Regions from separate parts of the Sus scrofa genome. Here all the other regions are linked to region 2. Evidence: chromatin contacts called from public HiChIP or PLAC-seq and promoter capture Hi-C data. All regions are on one chromosome and are shown on one strand. Each heading gives the region's core, a stretch centred on a gene start, on an enhancer-like site or on the middle of the called end of the contact. The rest is flanking DNA. Distances are from core to core; before and after follow the strand shown. Region 1 overlaps STIM2 (stromal interaction molecule 2). Region 2 holds the start of STIM2 (stromal interaction molecule 2). Region 3 overlaps TBC1D19 (TBC1 domain family member 19).

Region 1 (4,376 bases), core at 865-3,364, 120 kb before region 2:
AGACAGACACATAAAAGAAAAAAGAACAAAATATTAGCACAGTTAATTCTAAAATAAGCATCTATGCAAAGTTTGAACGGGATGAAATAATCCATTGTTTCCTTGGTTGCAGAAAACTTACCAGATATATATGTATTCAGTCTTTCTTTCACTTAGTCATCCATCCATCCATATCATGCAATAAACCTTCTGAGCATTGGGTGCCATTCTAAGCACTGTGACTATGTCAGTAGACAGATGGATAAAATCCTTACCCTCATACAACAAACTCTTCTGGGAGTAGGGAGAGGCAATTAATAAACAGAGGGAGAAAAGGGGGGGTGGGGATTACCAACAGTGATCAGCTATTTAGAAAGAAAAGAAGATGTCAAGGTAAGTCTCTCTGAGGAGCTATTACTTGAGCTGAGACCTACAAACTGCAAGGAGCCAACACTAAGATGACCTAGGGGAAAATAATCCAGAGGGGGAAAGCTGGTGTAAAAACCCTAAGATGAGGAATGAACGAGCTGTGTTTGAGAGACAGAAAGAAAGTAGACCAAGGGGTCAGACCAAAGAAGACTCAAAAATTCTGGATAGTTTTCTAATTTCAATAAGAAGGAGGGGTAAATAATCTATATTTTTAGAATATCACTCTCCAATGTGAAGAATGAATTGTGGGAGACAAGACTATTATCAAAGAGAAATAAGAAGACCATTCATTCTTTAACTGTCTATACAAAAGGGGTTACTGCCCAGGAGCAAGATGCTAGCAGAAGTTATAGTGACAGGTGGTGAGACTCAGGACAAATTCTGGGGAAAATGCTGTTAGATGTTCTGATGAAATGGATGGGGCTGGTAGCTAAAGGAAAGCCAAAAACAAACAAACAAACAAAAACAGAGAGCGGGGCTACTAACTGAGCTAGGAAAGAATGAGGAGGAACAGACTGGGGAGACAAGTACAGGCAGGTGATAGAGGCTGAGAGTTCTGATCTTAGAGATGTTCGGTTTAAAGTATGTATTAGGTATTTCAATGCAAATATACAGTAGCAGTCAGATAGATAAGTCTTGAGCTTAGGGAGGAGTGAGGTTAGGAATAGAGACTATATGGTCTTTAAACTGAATGAGTGGCCCAGAAGGGGTGAAGATAGCTATTCATAGATTGTAAATCATGAAGAAAAGGACAGCTAAAATCTCTTTCCTCAACACTTATTTTGAATTTAGCCCTTTATATGCATTTTTTCCTTTAAGCCTTAAACAAACAAACAAACAAACAACCCCAGTAACTTATGCGGCACTAACATGATTATCTCCATTTTGAAGATAAGAAACTGAGAAGTTAATGGGACCTGGATAGTCAAGAGCGGGACTGGATCTGGCCAGGCCAATTAACCCAGGACCCGATTCTATGCTACTCTGAGAGCAACAATATTAAATAACAGCAGAGATAGAAGCAAGCAGTTAAACACTGGAGGAAATTCAAATAGTCCTGCTCGAAGAATATGAACAACAATGATGAGTTTATCCAAAAGAAAGAATGCAAGTGTGTTTGAAAAAAGAAGAGCTCCATTCTGGCTGCATTTAATTTGAGGATCTGGAAAAACAAAGTGCTTATAGATCACAGAAAAGGCCGGAGGACAGTGAAGAAAACAAGTGAACAATAAAAGCAGATCTGGGATCCCTCTGTGATAAATCCGAGATGAGATCTTTCTGATAAACTATAGAAAATTAAGAATTCACTTTTGCAAGCAAAGCTAGGTTTTTATAATCTGCCTTTTTCATTAACTGTTCTTTAGAGGAAACGCTTAAACAAACCATAAACACAAAATTAATAAAAATTAAGTTTTAAATTATATACCATAAGTGATAATTGTATACTAAGATAAAGCTTTGACTATTTTTTTAATGAGCTCTCCTTCATGTGTTCCAATCATAAGTTTGGACATGTGCCTGAGGCTGCTGTATCCATTTAGCCAAATAATTTAAGTTATTATCAGCCAAAGGTTCAGGCTCTGGGTGCTTTCCACTGAATTTAATACATGCAAAGTAGCCTTTTTACACTTGTGTTTATTCCTATTCAAGATGAACAGCATTGAGAATTGCCTTGTCTTGACTGCCAAGAAACCGACAGTGCAGCTGCAATTCGCACACCCACACAAAAACCTCAGCCAAGAAAACAGGATAAGATCCTCTCTGTCATTTCTATGGGCTGTTCAACTGATCAACAGCAAAAGTCCCTAATCTAAACACTCTGTACATCAAAATAGTCCCTCAGTTCCCAACGAGCCAAGATAGAAAAGAAGAAAAACCAAACCAAAGAGTATGTGTAAAGTTCCCAAATCCTGGTACTATTCTATCTAGCTAACAGAATATTACAGTGGTTCTAAAGTGAATGTTCTTTACAATGAATCTTTAAAACAACAAAATTCTAAGAGAGCACACAGTTTACTTTAGGGGAGAGGTTCATTTCCTCTTGTGCTGTTTGGTTTCTTTGGGGATGCCTAGTAAATATCTTCACTTCCCTTAACCAGGACCTGCATTTTATATTAGCTTTTTCTGCTCCAAATACAACAGTCATCTTTCAATTCTTAAGAGAGATAATACGATGTCCTTCCTCAGGGCCTTTGCACATGTTGTTTCTGTTTTTTTTCCTCTATCTCTGACTTATCTTTGCCTAATTACCTTACTGAGCCTTCCTATCAGTTAAAACTTTAATTCCTTAGGGGAGGCTTCTCAAATACTGCTATACAATCATACATCACTCTGTACTTTTAGGCATAGCATTTAACATTATAATTATTTATTTGTAAGATTATTGTTTCAACATCTCTTTATACCACTAAAGTATAAGTTTCTTGTTCACCGTTCTATCCCTAGCACTTGGCACATAAACAGTGCTCAACAAATTATCTGTTGGATCTCCTGAATAAGAGTAGAACATGTTTAATTGACAAGTATTATAAAAATCTATTTTCGCACTTTAGAAAGAAGACCTAAAGAAAGAGAAATACGAATTTGTCTGTATAAGAAGCTTTTGATGGTATAAGAGTCATTTAAGAATTATCCATAAATCAACTACACTTCAATTAATAACAAATTAAAAGATAGAATTATCCAGTTTCTTATTACCCACCTCTCACTGTTTATTTGCACGTGCTGTTGCTAAATGGCATTTCTACCAGAAGGCAAGCAGAGAAGGATACGGTATTCCTTAAAAATTTATATATATATTTTTTTAATCTATCTGCAAAGCTACAGAAATGTCAGTTTCTATATTGTTAACTTACATTGTCTCTGCTGGAAACTGTAGCCAATGCTATAGGTTGGTGTGTCTGAGTGATTTTTGGCAACTTATTCCAAGACCAAAAGAAAGAACTCTGGAAAGCAAATAGACGTGATTCTATTCCCAGCTGTGCCACTAACTCACTGTGATATTACAGCCAGGCTATTTAACTGTGACTCAGCTTCTCAAGACACAAAATAATGAAACTGAGCTGCTCCATGTTTAAAATTCATTCAAATTCTATTTTTATGATTCCATTCTAATAAACAAGAGATGGTGTTTAAGATATTGCTAAACTGTTAACCCAGAACAGTAGATTACCGAATACTGAGAGGGAAAAATTAGCTCTAAGAACTTGCGGAAAGGCAACAAAAACTGCTCCTAACATTTACTATGTGTTTATTAAATGCCAGGATATTTACAAAACTTATTTCAAACAACCACTGCAACCACCCTCAAGTATATACTCTCACATCATATTGAACCTATAACTTTCTTGAAGTTCTTAATTAGATGAAACAGATTTCTAAATGGTCAAACCAGGTATCAGACCAAGTCCATTGCTAGAGCTGTTAACTCCTGTACGATAACACCGCCTCTTCAGAGTTAGATAAGTGGTGCTAAATACCAAATTAGGTACCACAAGTAGACAGTTTATGCTCCATACCTACAGCCATTTACGCAGTTTTCTGACTCTGCCCTCCTCCCTTCTTTGCAGGGCTTGCTCTTCCTTCGCCTTTAGGACTCAGATCAGGACCCCACTCCTCCCTGAAGTTCTGCCTACCCATCCCTCTCCAGAGTACAGTTGGCCCTCGTTGTGCCCCCTGATTACATGTATATGTGTCTTCCGTAGGCTTTATCACATACTCTAATCTAATACTCCATGCCTGTAATCCTCTGGGTGATGAGTTCCTTTTACTGAACACAGTGATTATTCCCACCATAATGCCACATTCCTTTGATACACGATTTTACATTTTTCTATACACTTTCACATACATTCTCATTTAACACCCCCCTAACCACATTTGAGAGACAGCTGTTATCTTACTTATACAGAGAACCTGGCCAAGAGAGGCCATTAATTACATTCATGGAGTTACACCGTTTAATCTTC
Region 2 (4,189 bases), core at 1,273-3,772:
AATGTTCTAACAAAGGAAAAGAATAAGAATATTAAAAATTAATCCCAGGGTTAATATGATCAGAGTAAACTTATTTTAAAGCACTACAGCACAAACTCGTTTTGTGTGATCTATCGGATTTTTTATGCACTAACAATCACCATTCCTTTTTCACCATACCATAAATAACTCAGAGGAATTTAGTCTTCAAAAGGAAGGATTATAAACAACTTAGCAAAATACAATTCCATCTTAACTAATTTTCTTGATACAGTCTACATGATATACAATACACTGCGTGTGGTTAATAAACACTACATTTTCTGAATTATGTGCCCTTCCATGAGTTACTAACCAAACCTTCTGCTCAAGAAACCAAAAGCCACACTCCCTCCTGCATGAGACATTACACCTTCACATTACAGTTTTCCCTTGTTACTTTCAAAACAACCACTGTAAGAATTATATGTTCAAGAATAATACCACCCAACTTATCCTCTCAAACCACATTACACTCCTGATACTGACCATTCTGTAAATCATTTTATCAAAATTACCCAGGGATAGGTTTGATGTTTCAAGCTCCATGTAAGGGGCAGATACCTTGATATATTTCAGGGTAAAATAAAGCAAGTTAAATAGTCTGATCATTAAGTTCCATACACTACAAGTTCCAAAGAGCTTGGAAAGTGTACCGACAGCCTCCTCACAGTAAACATCCTGTCAGAGAACCCAGAGAATAGCTGCCTTGCTCTAAAGAACACAGCTCCTGAGCACCGCTCACAGCAGCTGTTGGTAACTTTCAAACGTCCGCTGGACTACCACTTTTGATAAATGAATGATGGGTCATCTTGTGTCATTTACTTTTCCTTTTTAGTTCTGCAATTATGTAAAATCTACAGATTACTTTTAAAAACAAAGTACAACCCCAAAGCTTACTTTCACTCCACTACTTTCGTAAAAGAAACCCATTTCAAGATCCTTACATTACTTAAACCACAACCTACCAACTGTACAGGACAAGGGAAAGCTTTAAAAGGATTCAGTCGGCTACCTAACTTTACCACACGTGTTCGCAAGTTTTCAATAATTTCAAGAATGTTCCATATTTTTTAAAAGGTGCTGATGCAGTGTATCAGAACTGTGCTGCTCGAATACAAGCACTGAACATTCTGCACCAAGTAAATTGTAGGTATACTCCTGGTTACCTGCTGAGCTTTCTGCACCCTTTGTCACCCGGTGATGCTCCCACTAGCAAATACTATCCATCACTGAAAAAGTCTTCCTCTCACCTCTCAAAAAATACACATTAGACTTAGAGGTTTCTGCATACTAATTAGGGACCACTAATACTGCTAGGTATTATGGCTCTCAAAGAATCCTCTCTAGCAGACTCCCCTGGGATACTGTGCTCAGTGGGGCTCTGAACCGGTGAGACTCGCTGCCAGCTGCCTTTGCAAAAGCAACACCAGAGGCAGACTCAATACCGCATTGCTGCTGCTGCTGACTTTTTCAAGCAGTCTCCAAAAGAAAAACAAAACAACAACAAAAAACACACAGCCCAGTACCCTGCTCTGCAGACCCTGCTGGCTCTTCTGCGGCACGGAAGAGAAACCACCGCATTGCTCAGCGTGGAACACCGAGGAGCAGACCTAAGTGGGTGCCTTCGAGAGGCTCTGCCGAGGGCGGGGAGTCAGTGGGGGAAGAGGGAAGGCGTCCGGAGTGCAGGGGATCGCGACGAAGCAGCGGCCAGGACGCCAGCGTCTGGGCACCCGGCTGGGCATCGCTTACTGGCCAGGGCCGTCGAATAACAGGCACCTGGCAGAGGCGCTGGCCGCTCCCGGAGACGGGGGGTCCCGCAGCGTCCTGCCGAGCCCCACCCGCCACCCTCTGGGCCCTCACCTGTCATGAGCGCCGGGCTGTCGCCCGCCGCCGCGGCGGGAGAGGAGGCGGCCGCCCCGGCAGAGCCAGCCGCCCGCCGCCGGCGAAGGTGCCTGGGCACCAGCTCGCATCCGTCCGCCGCGCCGGCCACCAGCAGCCCGAGCACCAGCAGCGCAGCCCAGCGCCGCCGCAGCAGCAGCAGCAGCAGCCAGCTCGAGGCCGGGCCGGGCGTCGTGGCGGGATGAGGACGCGGAGGAGGAGCGGGGGGAAAGCGCGGCGGCGCCCCGGCCACGGGCCACTCCGCTCCGCGAGGTGCCGCCGCCGCCGTCGCCTGCGACTCCTCGGGCCGCCCCCGCCGCCTAAGACGCCAGCTCCCGCAGGGCGCCAGCCTGGTCCCGTCCGCACCGGCGGCCTCCAGATCTTGGGTCCCAGCTACGTTCATTGGTTCCGGTTATTTTTAAAAAAAAAAAAAAAGGGGGGGGGGTGAGGATCAAAAAGGTACGGCGTCTTCAGGCCGCGCGCGGCACCCCCGCTGCTGCGGCAGCGAGACCGGGATCCGCTGCTCTGGCGCCTCGGAACACCAGTCCCAGCGCCCGCGCCGCCGCCGCCGCCACAGCCGCCGCCGCCGCGGCGCATCCCCCCGCCCCCTCCGGCCCGCGCCCGTCGTAGTACCACGCTCGGCCCGGACACCTCCTCCCCTCACACATTCGCTCGCATACCAATCCCCCGCCTCCTTCAGCCCCTCCACAGCGCAGGCGCAGCGCCGCTGCACTGGGCCTGCGCGACGCCCGAGCCCCGCCCCCGGGGGCGTTCCGGGGAGGACTCGAGAGCCGCGGGGTTGTTTCTAAGGGTTTCGCTAAACAGAAGGAAGGGGATGGGGGGGAAGATGAGCATACCCCCTCCCGGACCCATGCCCCCACTGCGACAGAGGCGGCGGGGAGGGCAAGCGGGAACGAAGTGGGCGGAGAGAAGCATAAGAACATCCGAAATCCTTTGGGCAAGTTTTAGCCATGCAGACGGCAGCAAAAATAATTGCATGGATCCGAAAACCTTGTAATCGGAAACGTTGGCGTCTCCAGAATTTCGGTATAGGTGGGGCTTAAAAGAGGCTAGCAATGTGGAAACGGAGGTTAGCAGAGCGAGCGTTTTATTTACTTGTCCAATACTTAAAACTCCTGCTACGTGTCAGTATTCCAGGCGAGGTCCTAAGCGTTTTACAAATTTACACGTTGTAATTCTAAAAGTTAGGTGGTGGTTTCGTTGTTTTCATCCCCATTTTACAAGGAATGGAAACTAAGGCCGAGAAATGTTGTTACCCCAGTTTCCGCAGCTAACAAATGGGAGACACGGTCAGATTCGCACCACTGAACAGGATTTGCTCTAGCCTCTGACTCTCCTATGGTCAAACCTTACCTGAACTCATCACCTCCCTAACCGCATCCCACCCCTTGGAGTCTGCTGTCAGCTGAATAGGTTGACAGAAAAATGGTGTTTCAGACTTCACCTGGCGACACACACACACACACACACACACACACACACATTCTCTCTCCAGGGATACAAACTTAGGATGTGCATATAAGGGATTTCCCGTTGTGGCTCAGTGGTAATGAACCCCACTAGTATCCATGAGATTGTGGGTTCAATCACTGGCCTCAATCAGTGGGTTAAGGATCCAGTGATGCCAGGAACCTGCGGTGTGGGTCGCAGACACCTGCCCCCTGGATTGGGTATTTCTGTGGCTGTGGCATTTCTCAGTGCTCCAACACAATTGACCCCTAGCCTGGGAACTTCCATATGCTGTGAGTGTTGTTCTTAAAAAAATTTTTTGCATATAGGGTTCTTAAGCACAAAGGTCCTTAAGAACCCTATACCATACCCGTTTGGTACTGGGTTTCTGTTGTTGGATTTGGGTTTTGGCTTGCTTGTTCTCAAGCCAAGAAGATACACAAATTACACAATTTCCCAAAGAACTTCCTAGGAAGCCTGGCCACCATAACCATGAGTATCACCAACTGTGGAAAGGCAGATGCACACTTGAGAAAAGAATTAAGAATTTGTTTGAAGCTTATCAATCTATCAACAATGACTTCTTCATAGACCTGGTGTTAAGGTGGCAATTCTTTACAAGGCAACAGGAAATAGGTGTTTCCCCTGGTGAAAAACACAGAAATCAAGTCACATATTTGCTGAATGTCCTCCAAAAGGAGATAATTCTGCTAAAGAGGCAGGAAGACATAAAGAAGTAACAGGCTTGTTTCCTGCTCTCCAGAAGGCAATATTTCATTCATTCGCTATTAACTAAGTCCCCAGCACATGCCAGATAGTT
Region 3 (4,572 bases), core at 440-2,939, 110 kb after region 2:
AAGCATACCAGTATAATATTTAGTACACAGCAGATGCTCACTAGCTATGGCTATTTTATGTTCTCAGAAGGGAGAATACCACATTTAAATACCAGCTTAAACCTAAGAAAATCTTTTTTTTTTTTGCTTAGCATCAAATAAGGGTTCACTTAATCGAGATTATTCATGGCTTAAGGTTCCAAAAAAGGGTACATAGTCCACTCCATTGAAGAAGGACAGTCAGATTCTGGCAAATAAACGTGGGAGACACAAGAAGCAAAGAAGAATTCACTGATACTCTAGGACACATACCACCTAAAACATGTCTTTGATCTCAGAGGTTGTCATGTTCTTGGTCAGTTTTTCAAAATTCCTTCCTTTTCTCCGCCCACTTCCGTCTCTCAAGGATCAAGTTTCGTGCAGCTGGCCATCATCCAAGAGTGAACTTCTAACAGGGATCAGGATGCTTGGGACACCGTCTCTTATCTGGCCTCAGTTCTACAAGTCTGCTTGGAGTGGTTATTTTAAGATCCCAGCCTACCTTTAATCTAACTGAGGAAACTTTAAAATATTAACTGCCTACTCTATTCAATAGAAATAACTTTATAAAGTAATGATTTAATGGACCTTTGACTTAGCTCGGAACGGTAAACATCATCAACAAAAATAAATCTTGAACTAGGGGAGATATAAATAGTAAACATGACTCAGAAAATACCCCAAATATTATTAACATGCTTTGCACTTACTAAATATTTTCCCTACATTTCCCCACTGTCTCTATTAATACTTGGCATTTATAGTTGTACCATAACTCTCACATCTGATTCACTTTATCATCATTCCAAGTGAAAGTAAATTTTACACTCTTTCATCAGAGATTACTTAGTAGAGTTTATTTAATTCGTTTGATGAAATAATCATTTCCTCTGTTTATTCTCATTCCACATGTAGCCTACAGGTCAGTAAGTGTTGGGATGAGGACAATGGTCAAACTGTTTTCTAGCTATTTCTGTTATCTTTCTGAATTATAATTTCAGAATATAACTTTGTTACTTTATTTTAGCAGTTAAAATTTCCCCAAACATCAGAACATAATCATTGTTAAATATCAATCTAAAAATCACGTTAAATAGAATTTTAATTGGTTTTTCAATTTATGTCTAAAGTTATACATGAAATGAATTTTGGATTATGAGATGTTTTGAATTTATCTAATTAATACAGATAACAAAGTACATTGCTATTTATCAACCTGACACTTGCAGATTTAAAATGATATATTTTTGTTATTTCTTCCAAAAGCCTCTCGTAATCTTTGTGGTGAAGGGCTGTCATGTGCTGTACAATGTTTAGCAGTATCTCTGGCCTCATAATACGTCCTCCCCTCGGACAACCAAAAGTGTCTTCAGACATCGCCAAATGTCGTAGGGGGTGGGGTGGGGGTGGAATTGCTCTTATTGGAGAACCACTGCTCTAGAGTCCTAAAACTCCTCTCCCTAATGTTCACTAGCAATTACTTATTTTGTCCTATGGGAAACAAACGGCATGAGCAAATATGACGGTTTTTTAAAAAGTCTCAGTCAGATCCATGTATATTTTTCCTAAAAGTCTTACCTCCTTGCTTCTATTCTTGCTCCTCTATAGTCTTCTACATCCATTCCCTCACTTATCTGCTCACTCATTCAATAATGTTTCCTGAGCAGTGACTTTGTGCCATGTATGAGTCTAGGTGCCAGATATGTTAGTCATCAAAACTATTAAGGTCCTTATTCTACTGGAGCTTACCTTAGCGTGACACTTTTATTCTACATAGTAGTCAGGATGATCTTTTAAAAATATTAATTAGGAATTCGAGGAAAGACGTCACTGAGAAGAGTGAGGTAGAAAACTCTAAAACTTCATCCCTCCACGAGAGCAATGGTTAAGCTGACTAGAAGTGTTAGAATCAACTTAAAAAAAAGAAAAATCTGGAATCTAATAAAGAACTTACAGCAACCAAGGAAATAAAGTTGCTGTTGAATTCTGGAAAAAGAAGATTGTGGTATTTTAATCTACCTTACCACCACCCCTCACTCTCCAGTTTGGTGGTTATAAAGACATGTACCCACATTCCTGGTTCAGCCTTCTGATGCCAGAGAGGACAAATGGATCTTGAACCAATAATTTGTAGTTGTATGTTTTGACCTGTCTAGTAGCTACCTGAGGGATGGGGCTGAAGTGGCCAGCCAGGTTATATTTATCAAAAGCATTTAAAAGCAAATATATTAGCCTTAGTCCCCTGGGGCAGTGAGAGATAACAGCTGGGGCAAGGAGTAGACAAACTGAAAAGGCTTGGAAGGAAGAGACTGGGAAGCATATGTATAGAGAGACAAAGGCTTTGAAAAGCTCCTCTGTAATCAGGGGAATCTAGAAAAGACCTGAGACCTTCAGCTTTCACTCTTGCCTGACTTCTGGGCTCTTTGCAAATAAGAAATGAAGGCTAAGGTAGAGCCTTAAATGCCTGGCTAAGCCTTGAAGGAGTACCCCTATCCAGAGCCTATCAACAAAGACTGGGAGAGTTTTCTTCTTTCTTTCTTTCTTTCTTTCTTTTCTTTTCTTTTCTTTTCTTTTCTTTTCTTTCTTTCTTTTTCTTTTTTGCTTTTTAGGACCACACCGGCAACATATGAAAGTTCCCAGGCTAGGGGTTGAATCGGAGCTGTAGCTGTTGGCCTATACCACAGCAACAGCAATGCAGGGTCCAAGCCATGTCTGTGACCTACTCCACAGCTCACAGCAATGCCGGATCCTTAATCCACTGATCCAGGCCAGAGGTCAAACCTGCATCCTCATGGACACTACTTGGATTCACTTCTGCTGCACCACAATGGGAATTCCAGAATTTTCTTTCTTTTTTTGGTTTCAGTCATTTAAGGAAATCTCTGTCAAATCACTAACTGATTATGACTTCAAGGGGTATTCAATACAAAAAAAGGTGATCTTTACAAAAGTAGTTAAGAAAACTCACTAAACAAACAACTACGAACCACAACAAGCAATAACTACAAATTCTTGGTGGGGGGGATAGAAATCTGATATTCAGAGCTACCACCTTATAATACTCAAGATACCTAGTTACCAACAACAAAAACTACTATGCATGCAAAGAAATAAGAAAGAATGATCTATTCACAGGAAAATAAGACATTAGAAACTGCACCTAAGGAAGCCCAGATGTTGGACTTAATATATGAAACTTTAGATCAACGGTCTCCCTGCCTGACCTGGCCTCTGTCTACCTCTCCTATCTCACCTTGTACCAATTTATATTCTGCTCACTGTCATCAGCCATTCTGGCCGTCTTTTTGTTCTTCTCAAGGATGTTCCTCCTTAAGCCTTCAAACGGGGTCTATGTTCCCTTTGGAGTGCTCGCCTCCTCCTTGTTTGCATGACTCACTCTGTGTATTCTAGGCTCTGTTCATGTTCCAGTTGAAAAACAGGACAGGTAATAGAAGAGAATGTTGCCTTGAGTAAAGAGTAAAGGGACAGTGGACTGACTGTTCCTTGTCTCTTTATTTTTTTCCTATTTCCTGATCCTTATATAAATTTAAAAAGTTACATGACAATTAAGTTCCTGGGGACACATGTAACAAAGGCTACACATAAATACTAAAATTAAAGTATCTAATCTAGTTCAAATTAATACTTATTAAGGTTCTATTACAGCTAGATACTGGAGAAACAAAAATGAACAATATGGTCCTGAACCTCAAGAGGCTTGCAATCCAGAGGGGTATAGAGCATAAACAAAGAAGGCCAAGATGATATAATAAGAGACACCAAATGTTTTCACACTGGGTACTATGAGAGCCTAGAGAAAGGGCCTAAACTTAGCCTAAACTGGGGATACAGGGAAAGTTTCCTGAAAAGGATCACGCCTGAACTGCGCCTGGAAGACGGCCAGGTAAGATAAGGTTGAATGGGCTACTGCAAGCATGGGAACAGGAGAGGGAACAAGGTAGGAAGCAGCAGAGTGCTTCTGAGAAAGTATGTAGCTGTGTTTCTGTAAAGAACTAATAATTTGATATCACTGTGACTTAAAACAGTGAGATGGGAAACAGTGAGAAACAGAGCTCTGAGTTAACTGCGCGGAGGTCAAGGTCAAGAGAGGACATCTTATGCTATGCCAAGAGGCTTGGACATTGTTATAAAGAGATGCGGGGAGCTATTATGAAAAATTTAAGGAGGAAGATGGCAATTTTCAGATTTTGCTTTTAGATGGATAACTGAGATGGCATTGTAAAAGACAGAACAGAGCTAGAAAAGACTGGAGGAAGAGAGAACACTTAGGTGTCTGTTGCAATTAATAACCTGGAGATAGGAAAGCCTGAACGTGGGCAAGGTAGTAGTTATAGTGAGGTAGAGAGGATCCCAGATATATTTTGAAGATAAAACTGGATGATGGGTGAAGGGGGTCCAAGACCGAAGAGAATCAAGGATGACTACCAGGTTTTAAGCCTTAATCTACTGGCTAAATGAGAGTACAATGAACTGAGAGAAATAGGACAGTATTTGCTCTTTTGGTACCATTTTATTTTTTAAATTTAATTTTTG

The links. Promoter capture Hi-C pulls out the DNA fragments that hold promoters and counts their contacts. HiChIP or PLAC-seq counts read pairs in DNA pulled down with a chosen protein or histone mark.
Region 1: a promoter capture Hi-C map of fetal skeletal muscle shows a contact between it and region 2, with 5 times the contacts expected there. The contact joins the enhancer-like site here to the promoter of STIM2 in region 2. A contact is called at or near these places in 3 of 5 promoter capture datasets (fetal liver, fetal skeletal muscle and liver), 10 of 47 Hi-C or Micro-C datasets (alveolar macrophages, brain, embryonic fibroblasts and 5 more) and 1 of 2 datasets of contacts at active chromatin or transcription factors (skeletal muscle).
Region 3: an H3K27ac HiChIP or PLAC-seq map of skeletal muscle shows a contact between it and region 2. The contact joins the enhancer-like site here to the promoter of STIM2 in region 2. A contact is called at or near these places in 1 of 5 promoter capture datasets (fetal skeletal muscle), 5 of 47 Hi-C or Micro-C datasets (brain, embryonic fibroblasts, liver and 2 more) and 1 of 2 datasets of contacts at active chromatin or transcription factors (skeletal muscle).

What each region holds. Positions count from the first base shown.
Region 1 is chr8:20,574,994-20,579,369 of Sscrofa11.1, reverse strand. The region is part of intron 4 of STIM2 (stromal interaction molecule 2); the gene reads right to left. Among named protein-coding and RNA genes, the nearest start is that of STIM2, 120 kb to the right of the region's middle. Within about 2 kb of position 2,114, at least 11 of the 83 cell types and tissues checked have an H3K27ac peak or open chromatin away from gene starts, as enhancers often do. A contact at or near this core is called in brain, fetal skeletal muscle and skeletal muscle, where this site is marked.
Region 2 is chr8:20,454,676-20,458,864 of Sscrofa11.1, reverse strand. STIM2 (stromal interaction molecule 2) reads right to left here and starts at 2,522. Exons shown (of 15, transcript XM_003128897.6): 1 at 1,882-2,522. The coding sequence starts at 2,302.
Region 3 is chr8:20,341,463-20,346,034 of Sscrofa11.1, reverse strand. All of the region lies in intron 16 of TBC1D19 (TBC1 domain family member 19), which reads right to left. Among named protein-coding and RNA genes, the nearest start is that of TBC1D19, 89 kb to the right of the region's middle. Within about 2 kb of position 1,689, at least 2 of the 83 cell types and tissues checked have an H3K27ac peak or open chromatin away from gene starts, as enhancers often do. A contact at or near this core is called in skeletal muscle, where this site is marked.